4 separate regions of the Sus scrofa genome follow, and regions 2, 3 and 4 are each linked to region 1. The links are chromatin contacts, called in public HiChIP or PLAC-seq maps. All regions are on one chromosome and are shown on one strand. The core of a region is the stretch at or near the end of the contact, and the rest is flanking DNA. Distances in the headings are between cores, read along the strand shown.

What was found. HiChIP or PLAC-seq counts read pairs in DNA pulled down with a chosen protein or histone mark.
Region 2: a contact with region 1 is called in an H3K27ac HiChIP or PLAC-seq map of skeletal muscle. The contact joins two enhancer-like sites. A contact is called at or near these places in 2 of 47 Hi-C or Micro-C datasets (embryonic fibroblasts and skeletal muscle) and 1 of 2 datasets of contacts at active chromatin or transcription factors (skeletal muscle).
Region 3: an H3K27ac HiChIP or PLAC-seq map of skeletal muscle shows a contact between it and region 1. The contact joins the promoter of SHCBP1L here to the enhancer-like site in region 1. A contact is called at or near these places in 6 of 47 Hi-C or Micro-C datasets (embryonic fibroblasts, epiblast stem cells, fetal skeletal muscle and 3 more) and 1 of 2 datasets of contacts at active chromatin or transcription factors (skeletal muscle).
Region 4: a contact with region 1 is called in an H3K27ac HiChIP or PLAC-seq map of skeletal muscle. The contact joins two enhancer-like sites. A contact is called at or near these places in 3 of 47 Hi-C or Micro-C datasets (embryonic fibroblasts and skeletal muscle) and 1 of 2 datasets of contacts at active chromatin or transcription factors (skeletal muscle).

What each region holds. Positions count from the first base shown.
Region 1 is chr9:124,383,086-124,385,869 of Sscrofa11.1, reverse strand. It overlaps LAMC1 (laminin subunit gamma 1), which reads right to left. Exons shown (of 29, transcript NM_001271715.1): 16 at 2,230-2,383; 17 at 1,476-1,618; 18 at 333-511. Among named protein-coding and RNA genes, the nearest start is that of LAMC2, 43 kb to the left of the region's middle. Within about 2 kb of position 1,414, at least 11 of the 83 cell types and tissues checked have an H3K27ac peak or open chromatin away from gene starts, as enhancers often do. A contact at or near this core is called in fetal skeletal muscle and skeletal muscle, where this site is marked.
Region 2 is chr9:124,561,520-124,564,303 of Sscrofa11.1, reverse strand. The region is part of intron 4 of NMNAT2 (nicotinamide/nicotinic acid mononucleotide adenylyltransferase 2); the gene reads left to right. Among named protein-coding and RNA genes, the nearest start is that of SMG7, 130 kb to the left of the region's middle. Within about 2 kb of position 1,368, at least 34 of the 83 cell types and tissues checked have an H3K27ac peak or open chromatin away from gene starts, as enhancers often do. A contact at or near this core is called in skeletal muscle, where this site is marked.
Region 3 is chr9:124,220,502-124,223,285 of Sscrofa11.1, reverse strand. SHCBP1L (testicular spindle-associated protein SHCBP1L) reads left to right here and starts at 1,436. Exons shown (of 10, transcript XM_021063784.1): 1 at 1,436-2,170. The coding sequence starts at 1,766.
Region 4 is chr9:124,513,107-124,515,890 of Sscrofa11.1, reverse strand. All of the region lies in intron 11 of NMNAT2 (nicotinamide/nicotinic acid mononucleotide adenylyltransferase 2), which reads left to right. Among named protein-coding and RNA genes, the nearest start is that of LAMC2, 87 kb to the right of the region's middle. Within about 2 kb of position 1,395, at least 20 of the 83 cell types and tissues checked have an H3K27ac peak or open chromatin away from gene starts, as enhancers often do. A contact at or near this core is called in skeletal muscle, where this site is marked.

The sequences.
Region 1 (2,784 bases), core at 165-2,664:
TCTTTGCACCCCACGTTCCCTCTGCCTGGAACAGCCTCCCCACCCCGACTCCTTTGGCTGGCTCCTTCTTATCCCTAAGATCTCACCTTAAGTGAGTTTCCACAGAGGCTTTAAACACAGTAGTTCTCCCCTGTTATGCTCTGTTTGCATTCTTTCCTGCCCCCATCTCAGTGAGTATTTCTTTAATTTTTATTATTTGCCTTCCAACTGGAACTCGAGTGTCTTTGAGAAGAGGGACTGTGTCTGTCTTGTTCCCCACTTTTTTCCCCTCTCAGGAAGTGCCCCTTCAACACCTGCTGAGTGAACGAACGCATGCACTGCTGACAGCTGACCTTATCCTTCACCAGCCGGTAACACGCGGGACATTCCTGGCAGCCAGGCCAAGACCGATTGTAGAAATAGTTCTCTTCGCACTGGTCACAGCGGTTCCCCACAAAGCCTTCTCTGCATTCACAGCGACCATCGTCTTTGCACTGGAGGGAAAGAGCCCCCTCGGGATGACAGTCACAGGCTGCAGAATAAAGGGAAAAGGGTACAGGATAAGAAAAAGAAGGAAACGTGCATTTTCTTTTAACTCAGACTGACATCGATAAGCCGACTGGACTACTGTTCTAAGTAGACACTTTGAGAAAAACAGGCTGATTTAGGAGAATTTAAATGGTTAAGTCTGCTTAGTAGAGAAGACAGACACTTTAAAACCCAAAGTAAATTTTAAAGTAAAATGAGCATCCTTTGGCGGAGGCACAGTTCAGGTGATTAAATAATTACAGAAATTAGTTTTGCGCACTTCGAGAATTCATCTCTCCCTGCATCTCTCCACTGCTTAATTTTTCTCTTACTAAGGAACGAGAAAGCCCACATGCCCATGCCGATTTTGGATTATTTTATAGTTTGTTTACTCACTTTGTTCTCTGAACAGAGCCAGTGACATGTTACATTCCACAGGAGAGATGAAGGAATTCAGAAAGCAAAACCCCAAACTGCTCCACGGCCTAATTCCAGGCGAGTGTTTATGCCAAGGAGCAGCAGATGTGGCCGTGTCACTGCACCAAAAGGGCCCCAAGGGCGGGAAGCAACTGCAGCGAGTAAGTCAACAAACTCATAGGAGCAGAATCCCTCGTTTCATTATCCGCACTAAGCATGTGATCAATTAAAACCTTTCATTAAGCCCGGGGGAAAGCTCGGTAATCAAAGGGCAATTATTCAGAAAAACGAAAGGCTAGAAAAAAGAAGACTCAGAAATACTATAAAAGAAGATGCAAATAGTGCGGCTGAGAAGAAACGAGTGAGGTTTCCAGCGCTCTGAGTTTTAGAAATGGTTAATATTCCTTGAGTAAAGCCTCTGGGATGCTCTGGGTACAGCTCTGACTGTGGGCTGTGTGGCCGGAGGGGAGGTGTCAGAGCGCTTTCAGGACTTAACACTTCTAACTGGAACTAGAGGGAACAGAGAGTTCTAAGCCACCAGCGCCCCTTACGTTTGCAGCCTTCAGGTCCAAACCCAAAGTGGTTGACCTCGCAGCGCTCACAGTGCTGGCCAGTGATGCCAGGCTGGCACTCACACTGGCCAGTGTGGACGTCACACTGTCCATTGGTGGAACCCAAGGCATGGCACTCACACCTGAAAATGAAACCCATGACATTTCTCAGGTAAGAAAGATGGAATTTAAGCAAACCTGTCTTTTTTTCTTTTGGCACAGGACTGATGTAGTTTGCATGAGAAAACAGAATGTTACGGGCTATTAAGACAAATGTTAAAGGTTACGAAGCCCCTCGGGTTCAAATCATTTTCATGAGTTCTATTCAGAAGCTCATTTTCTAACCCAACCCTCACAAAGACGGTTATCCCACTGCAGAAACCACTACCTGCCGCTCTCCGATCTGGCACCACACGGGCACTGAACAGAAGCTCTGCAGAGAGGAATTCCCACACCACTGCAACCCTAGACGGTCTGATTCTAAGCATTTCAGAAAGGACTGTGTAATTTGTATTTTTAAAAAAACGTTGCTTGTGTGACTCTGACACAGCTGGGGCCACTGCATTCCACTCTTTTCTCCCATTACTTCATTACAGCCCTCCAGCACTGCCTCCAAAGGGCGCCTTGCCCGTGACAGGCACGCAAATAATTCCTGAACAAAAGCCAAGACGACCATGAAATTTAACTTCTAAAAATTCATCTCTGACAATAAAGCAGCAAAGACTCCTGGTACCCGAGGCACCCGCCGTCTTACCTCTTGCAGCCCTGCCCGCTCTGCAGGTTGTAGAATCCAGGGTCACAAGCTCCGCAGTCCCGGCCGGTCACGTGAGGCAGACACTCGCACTGCCCGGTCACAGGGTTGCAGCTGCTCTGTTGCTTTACGGTCCCATAGGGGTTACAGTCACAGGCTATGACAGGAAGACGGGGACAGCAAAAGAGGCAAATCACCTACTCAGGTAAAAGCAATACAAATAGGTTCTTTAGACTTGCACATCCCAACACAGTAGCCACTGGTCACCTGTAGCGGCTACTGAGCACTTGAAATGCGGCTGGTCTGCATGCAGATGTGCTGAAAATGTGAAACACACACTAGATTTTGAAGATGTGGCGTGGAAAAAAAAATCATACATCTCAACAATTTCTTATTGATTACTTGTCGAGATGATAATACGTTACACATATGAGGTTAAGTAAAATCAATTTCACCTATTTATTTTACAGTGTCTACTAGAAAAATTTAAATTACATAAGTGGTTCACACTATAATTCTATTGAACAGTACTGTGGTAGACCAAGTAGCTGTAAATAT
Region 2 (2,784 bases), core at 119-2,618, 180 kb before region 1:
GGGATCTGTCTGGCTCCTTTCTGTTTCTTTATCTGTACTCAAATGAAGAGGTTAGAACCGATAGCTTCTGATTGAATTCTGCGGATGCTGGTGTGACCCACACAAAGCCTGCTGCCTCGTGACCCAATCCTGGTGATGTCCTCAGAAAAACAACTGTCAGATAGACAAAACACAATTCACAGGGAAACCTCAGTCTCTGCTAAAATCTCTCAAAGAACCCCAAGAGTGTATTCTGCTCAGAATAGAGCAACACTTAGAGAAAAATCTGTCTCACCATGTACATTTCAAATACAACTACCTCTCAAGTACCATCACCTTCTTCATACTCCTGAAAACTCTCCCTAAACCCAGACTGTCTTTCTTTTCCTCTCCCTCTCAGAATCTATGTATTTCTCTCCCATCCGTAACTCAGAGAGTTACTTTCCAGAGGAGATCAGTCTACTCAGTCTGGTTTGTCTCAATTTCCTCCTTTCCCTTTACTCCAGTTCGGCAGAGAGGACAGGGCTCTCCCAGGAGTCCCGTCTAGAGGCCGAAGAGAAGGGGAGAAGCTGTTAATAGAGATAGTAAATGATTTTCCTCTCACACTGCTACGTCCAGGAAAATGGGAATGAGAAGATAAGAGCTCCTTCACATCACAGATGCTAAAAGACAGAGCAGACTGTGGAAAACGCCCTTCTGAGGTCTCTTTAGGGCACTCCATCCTCAGCCCCACAGCTGAGAGGTTCTCCGGTTGCTGCCTCTGGTTAAATGGGCCTTTCTACCAAGGGCTTCCCTGGGCACTCATGGAGCAGTGGGAGGAAGGAAGGAAGGAAGGAAGGAAGGAAGGAAGAAGGGGAAAAAGGGAAGGAAGGATGGCCCTGTCACCATACCAGGTGGAAGCAGGAGGCAGCCCAGACCTTGCGGCACGGTGGCACTGCTGAGAGGGAAGGATTGCCCTGAGATGTTCTGGAAGAGTTTCCCATCCTCCTCTTGGTTCTCCTTCTCTTCTAAGAGAGCTGGCTCAACTTCAAGGAAATCAGGGTGGTCCCTGGATTTGCTCAACACCTGCATCTATCGTCTCATTTAAACTTTGGAAGCACTTGGGCGTGTAGGCATTGCAGTGCGATGATCTGTGGGTAAGCCTTTCTCCCTGCTCTGACGCATAAACTACTCCAGGGCAGGACCTTGATTTTGTAGATGCTCGTATTCCTGGCACTCAGCATGGGGCACTGGCCCATAGAAGTTGCTCAGTGTTGGTGGAATGAAAGTAAACAAGGCAGATTTTTTTTTTTTAGGTGATTTTAGGCTAAAATCCAGAGCCACCAACCAGTGGAGTCAGGGCTGAGCTATTTCACCTTGACGTCCGCCACAGCGTGGTTTCCATTGCAGCACGCCAGGTCGTACCATGTAGGGGTGTGCACACACCTGGATCCCCAGTCACGGGCTTCTGAGTCCAGACTTGGTGTGAGTTCTGACTCCGCCACTTATGAGCAAATCCGTAACTGCTTATCTGTAAATGGTGCTTAGTGAGACCAGCCCCAGAAGAGCTGATGTGATGATTAAATCAGTAATAACAGCCAAAAGGTGATTTTCAAAATCCTTAGCAGGCTCACAATTCTTGGCACTGCCTTCCTTCCTGCCCCTGGCACCCAGACCCCAGGCCACACCGCTCCGTGTCTGGGTCACAGCGCCCTCTGCTCCTGCATGTGACTTTAGGAAGTCCAGCCAGGGTGAAAGCAGAGGTCCGCTGTGTCTACGAGGTCTCAGCAGATGGAGCCCGTGGCCTCTGGCTCACCCAAGGCAGGAAGGACTTAGGACTTTTCCCAGGGAGGGGAGGGCTGGGCAGTGTTCTACTGCCCTCCCCACCCCGCCCCTCCCTTCCCTGTTCACGAGGCCCCGCCACCGCCACCCCCAGAAACTCCTCCTCTGCCACCCGCCACCCTTGAGGGGGATTTCCTTTCTCAGGGAGGGCAAGCTGATCTTGCTCTGGTTTTGGAATTCCACCACCGGCCAGGAATAAATCTTCCAGAGCTGACCTGGCTTCTAAACACAGAGCTCAATTGCTCCTTTCCTGTGGCTCATCAACGTCTGCATCCTCCTCCTCGTGTCAAGTAAGAAGTCGCTCCGGTGGCCGCCCCGACTCTTCCTCTGGCCTGGGCTCTGCGCTAACAGCCTGGGCCAGTGTCTGCGCACGGGCAGGAGAGCTTCCGGATGGAGGCCCAGAAGGCCCAACAAAGCCAAACCATGGAGCAGCTCTCTCCCGATCCAGGGTTGTGGTCCTGGGGTCTGCTGGGGAGGTGAGGCAGAGGCAGGGTTAGCCCGGGCCTCGTGCCCAGGATCAGAGGCTCCGTTTCCCACTCTGTCTGTGGAACTCAGAGCTCCCATAGCACTATGAGCTTACCTCTGTCATTGAAACAGTGGTCACATAGCAATTCTAAAGCCTGGAGCCCAGCGCCAGGCACGGCTGCTGCACTCACAAATCTGGCCTAGTATTATCATTCTTACAACGCTGTGCTGTGTATGTCTGTTTATGTATTTCTCTCCCACACTGGGTGCTCTGTATCTCTTGTGCTTAGCACAATATCCAGCTCACAGTTGATACTACTTTTAAAAAAATATTTTGGACAGTAGCCAAAATTCTTTGAATAGCTCCTGGCATTAACCCTGGTAGAGGCCTGTCCCTTGACCAGTGACAAAATTCCTGGGGTTAATGGACTTGGGTGGGGATTCAAGAATCCAGTCCCAGCCTATGGGTGATCTTGGGCAGTCTCCGGGACTTCACTTCTCTGTCAATAAAAATGTGGG
Region 3 (2,784 bases), core at 187-2,686, 160 kb after region 1:
TATGAGAACAGAATTTTGTATTTTATGTCTAGAACTTCGGTATCTATGCATTGCCTGGCACATAGCAGCTCCCTTACAAATACTTGTTTTCTTTTCCCTTCCCTCCCTTCCTCTCTCCCTCCCTTTCTTCCTTCCTTCCCCTGGGAGGCAGCTGTTGTTTTTAAACTTTAGACTAAGACAAGTGGTCTCTATTATTCTGAACCTTGGAATTTAAAAAAAATACAAAATTTATTAAAACCAACGTTCTGAAGAATGCTGGTGTAAACTATCCACTTGTGGTAAATGAAATCTATAATTAGAGAATCATTAAAAAAAAATCCAGGACTTCTGACAAAAGGAATAAACTTAGAGGAAGTTTAGAGGAAGGAATAAACTTAGAGGAATCAACTTTAAGGAATAAACTTGGAGGCTCAGCGGGTTATGAACCTGACTAGTATCCATGAGGATGCAGTTTCCATCCCTGGCCCAGCTTAGTCAACACTGCCATGAGCCCTGGTGTAGGTGGCGAGAGATGGCTGGGATCTGGCATTGCTGTCGAGTGTCGGCCAGCAGCTGTAGCTCCAATTTCACCCCTAGCCTGGAAGCTTCCATAGCTGCAGCTACGGCCCTAAAAAGAAAAAAAAAAAAAAAGAAAGTAATAAACTTAAGAGTCAAACATGATGAATGTTGTAATTATTCCCTGAGCTAGAGTAACACGATATTAATCCTAATATTTTCCTCAAAATAAACTCCAAATTTAACACAATGTCCTTCCAGATGAGGGTGAAGGCAGGCAGGTGTTTTCCCAATGCTGTTTCTCTCCGTGGGAGCTGTCAGCCCCAGTGCAGTACTTCACAGCTGGACTATAAACAAAAGTTATTCCAATTGGCTCCGCTTAGGTTCAATAGCAAAAAAAAAAAAAAAAAAAAAAAAAACAGAAACGAGTGGTCCCTGCCGTCCAAATTGTATTCCGTGGAGTAGACTTTTACTGTGAAAGTGTTCACAGTTCGCGCACATTACTCTCAGCTGGACACGAGCGCCCAGCTTCACAGTTACATAATATAGTCTCTCACGTGAGAATTTTCAGCAGCACAAAGGGACATGAAAATAGACTACCTTACCCTTCTTGGCAGAAACTGTCTTGCTTAAAATGTCAAAGAAATTTTATTTTGGGAACCCTGTGCAGATGCTGCGGGAAACCGAGGTCTCCGGACTCCCCACGAAGTTCCTCTAGTAATCACCAGAAAGTTCCAGTTATCATCGCCACCCAGTTTACCAATAAATTTTCTTTCAGGCTGTGTCTGTGCGGCCATGGGTGTGCTGGAGGGTTGGGTGCTGCCTCCGCTTGTTCGGACCTGAGGACCCGGAGGGCGACTCAGGGTCACCCTGAAAACGCCTGAGGAGCCCATGGCAACCCTCCCCGAGGAGGCAATTCTGTTTCTGGAGAGTTCTGAGGCGAGCGGGGTGAGGTCAGAGCCAGCAGCCGGGGGGCGGACTCCCAGAGCAGTGGCGCCCCTCCCCCGCCTCAGGCCACGCGGTCCAACTCTTCCAGAACCTTCCTTCCGCCCCGCCCCGTCGCGCCCGCCCCGCAGCAGCCCTACTCACCTCAACCTCCAGAACCCCTTCGGACACGGGCCGCGCCGAGCGCCCCACGCCGCAGCGGGATCCCCGCGAGCCGCCGCCGCGCACGTTGCGGGCCCTGAGGCCTCTGCTCGCCCATTGGCCCGCGCCGTCCGGGCGGGAGAAGTGGCCAACGGCCGCCGCTGGCCGTCAGGGTGCTGCGGCCATGGCGTCGGGACCCAGGCCCGCGGTGCCTGAAGACTCGGTCCGAACCGTCAGCCCCGGCCGGCGAGGCGAGAAGACTGTCTCCGCGCCCACTGGGGAGTTGGAGGCGGCAGGGACCCTGAAGAGCGTCGTGTCCCCGGTGCGGTCGGTGGTGGCCTCCCCTCGTCGCGTGAAGGGGAAAGCGGGCCGGGAGGCGGCCCGGCGGCGACTCCAGCTCCTGTCGGTCTCTCAGGCCGAGGGCCCGGGGGAGGGGCCCGACGAGAAGGAGGAGCCCCTTCTGTCGGTGCTGGAGGAGGATGACGAAGAGGCGCAGCCGCTGCCCCCAGTCTGCGTGTCCCCTACGAGGGGGATGTGGCGGGACGAGAAGGTGGCGCTGTATTGCGACGGGATCCTGCAGGACTGCAAGGTGAGAAGGAGACGGAGAAGGGCGGGAATCCAGCCTAGACGGACTCGGGGCTTCCTTTTGTGGTGATGGGGTACCGAGGGCACAAAGAAAGCCTACATTTCAGAGCTCCCGCTGTGGCGCGACAGGATGGGCAGCCTCTTGGGAGCGCTGGGACGCGGGTTGCGTCCCCTGTCCCGCACAGCGGGCACAGCATCCTGCATTGCCGCGGTTGCGGCTTGGATCTCATCCTTGACCCTGGAGCTCCAATATGCCGCAGAGTGGCAAAAAAAAAAAGAAAAAAAAAAAAGAAAGAAAGAAAGAAAAGCTTGCATTTCAACAAAATACATGTGCTAAACATTTATAGGGATTTCACTTTGTTAGAGGTATCCAGACCCTGTTAAAAGAGTTACAATTAGATTTTCCTTCAAACAGACGATATATCAGTTAAGGGGACAGTTTTGATAGAATAATTCTCTGGTTTTCCGATGGTTGAAGATAGATAGACCTTATTAGTGCCCAGGTAGGCATCTTGTTTTCATATAACAATCAGTGCCCAGGGAGTTCCTGCTGTGGCTCAGCGGTAAGGAACTTTTCTAGTATCCATGAAGATGCAGGTTCTATCCCTGGCCTAGCTC
Region 4 (2,784 bases), core at 146-2,645, 130 kb before region 1:
ATCACCCTGGAGATCAGAGCACCCAGCCTGGCTCCTCCCGAGGCACAAGAGTTCCAGACCGGCAGGGACCTCACATCTGTCCTAATCAGGATGCTGAGAATTCCAGTCCACACCACAGGCAGCAAGGGGGGGTCTGGATGAAAGAGACCCTCGGGCTCACTCCAGAGGATTTTCTAGACCCTTGAGCTCTACCTCCCCACCCCCCACCCAGCCAGTCTCTCAGTTCCCTGATTCAACCCACCACAAACCCGTGGGGTCCTTAGACATCGGAGGTGGAGGCAAAAAAATCAAGGAGCTGCTTCCTTACGTAACAGGTGTGAATCGCAGGCCGCAGCAGAGGTGTGCCAGAAATAACACGTTTAATTTATTTCAATCAAATGAAAACTCAGCTCCAACTCACTGTCCCATAGGGATCACGGGTTACTCACAAACAAAACCTGAGGCTCTTGTGGCTCTGAACAGGAACATCAGGGCCTTTGTGGTCCTCAGAGGTGGGTGGCACTTGATCCAGGCCCACCTGGGTCTGTGACTCCTGGCTGATCCGGAAGCCCTCCGGGCACCCCACCCGCTGTGATCCTGGCCCCGTTTTCTTCTGAGGCTTTGCCCTCAGGGTGCTGTCTGGGAGGGAGGGGGTGCAAGCTGAACCTCTTCGTTTTATTCTGAAATAAAATACTCTATTCCCTATTTTCTCTCCCCTCCTCGGGACATCTAGGGAACGCTCTTCAGTGTTTGATGCCTTTGACCTCAAAACATTCTGTTTTCTGCCCTGCAAATTCCTCTCATAAAGGGTCTGCTTGTCTGCCAGAACTAGGTGAGGATTGGGCAAAGATGGGTGTGAGGAGCAGGAAACTAGCTAGTAACTCAGTGATTTATCCCACTGTCCTTACTGGGGGATGGGTTGGTGCTCAGGGTTTGGATGAGGAAGGTCTTTCTTTCCAACTGGTACAGGGTAAGCCCTGATGACTTCATAGAAAGTTCTGCCCTCTGGAGTTTGCCTGGAAGTGGCTCGTTTTGGGGATCTCAGTTCCTAATCTTGAGATTACCAGAGATGAGGTTTGTGAGACCTGCTTCTGTTCCAGGTTTCATTCATCCATTCAACTCTTTATCAGAAACAAACATTTCTTTGTTTTACCTGATGTCCCAGGTGATATGTGCTGAGCCTGAAGCCCTGAATCCGCCAGCCATGGGACAGGAGGGTGGGGGAAGAGTCAAGTTTCTGAAGATGCCCCAGGCCCTTGCTGCACACCCCTGTCTCCCCTGGCCTCTCTAGAGTCCTCAGAAACAAAGCAGGAGAGAAGCCACAGTGTAAACAGGTCTGGGGAGAAATAGGAGGCTCTCCACCCAGGCTGGGAAGCAGCTGGGACAGTCTGTTCTACAACACGGCAGCCAAGGCCTGTTTCAGCACAGTCACAAACTCCCCACTGCGTCAGCCTTGCTCTTGCTTTTGCCCTGGACGCCGGAACCTAGGCTCTTCATCCAGAAATCGAATTACGCAACTAGAGGAACCGCCCAAACACATCCCTTGGGCATTTCCTAATAGACGCAAAGATCCTTTAGCCCATAGTGAGGTCTGACCTTCTCTGGCCAATGACATATCCCTTCCCCGTACATGCCACCAGGAGAAAATTCCATACGTGTTCATCACATTTCTCTCCAAGGAATACAAAAGAGCTGCTTGTATGGCCTGGCAGTTGGCATTTTCATTCTTGATTCCTGAGAGAAAGAAAAGATCCAGGTTCTTGGACCAGCCTTTGGAGATCAGGACTCAGTCCCTCTAGCCCAACCCATCCCAGACTTTTATTAGAACTAGTCTTCCCCCAGGAGACCTGCTCTTTGCTGTGCTGCGTCCTGACAGCGCAGGTATCCAGTCATAGACCAGGACCTGTGGGAAATCAAGGCCGGAGCCTAAGGGGTCATCCATCCAAGGACAGGTCTGTGAAGCAGGAAATGCCTATGCTCACTCTCTCCCCCAAGCAAAACCCATCATCTAAGATCTTACACTGCCAGCTACTTGTCTGTTGTGTTATGATGGAAGGCAGCCTGGCAAATTCATTCTGCTTCAAGCATCCTTTCCTTCAATCAATCTTTGAGCTAATACTGAGTGCCCAAATCCTTGAGGCACTTGCAATCTAAAAGTATTTTACTTTTAGAGTTCCCTGGTAGCCTAGTGGTTAAGGATCCAGCATTTGTCACAGCTGTGACGTTGGGTTTGATCCCTGGCTTGGGAACTTCTGCATGCTGTGGGCATACTACCCCCTGCCCCAAATCTCACTCTTCATTCTATTAGTTCTATATAGTCCATAAATAAAACACATGCAAGTTTAGAAGACTTCTTGAACCTAGTAAACACTCGATAAATATTGGCTGTTATTTATTCATTGATTTTAAAATATTTATTAAAGGATTCTCCTTGTGACACAGCGGGTTAAGGATCTGGCATTGCCACTGCAGCGCTCAGGTCACTGCCATGGCATGGGTTCCATCCCTGGCCCAGGAATTTCCACATGCCTCAGGTGCGGCCCCCCCAAAATATTTATTGAGTACTTGCCTTGTGCCCGTCCTGTTCTAGGGATGGAGGAACAAAGAAAACAAAATAGACAAAGTTCCCGACCATTGCGCCCTTTGCTTTCTAGTCGGGGAGACAGACAATAATAACACTTTGCTTGTTTCCCGTGGATTATCTTGGTTAGCCCCCAGCATACTCATACAGTTATGGAAGCCATGGCGCACATGGATTGTGACTTGTCTAAGACTCTACTTAACTATTGAACAGCCGGGCAGGAT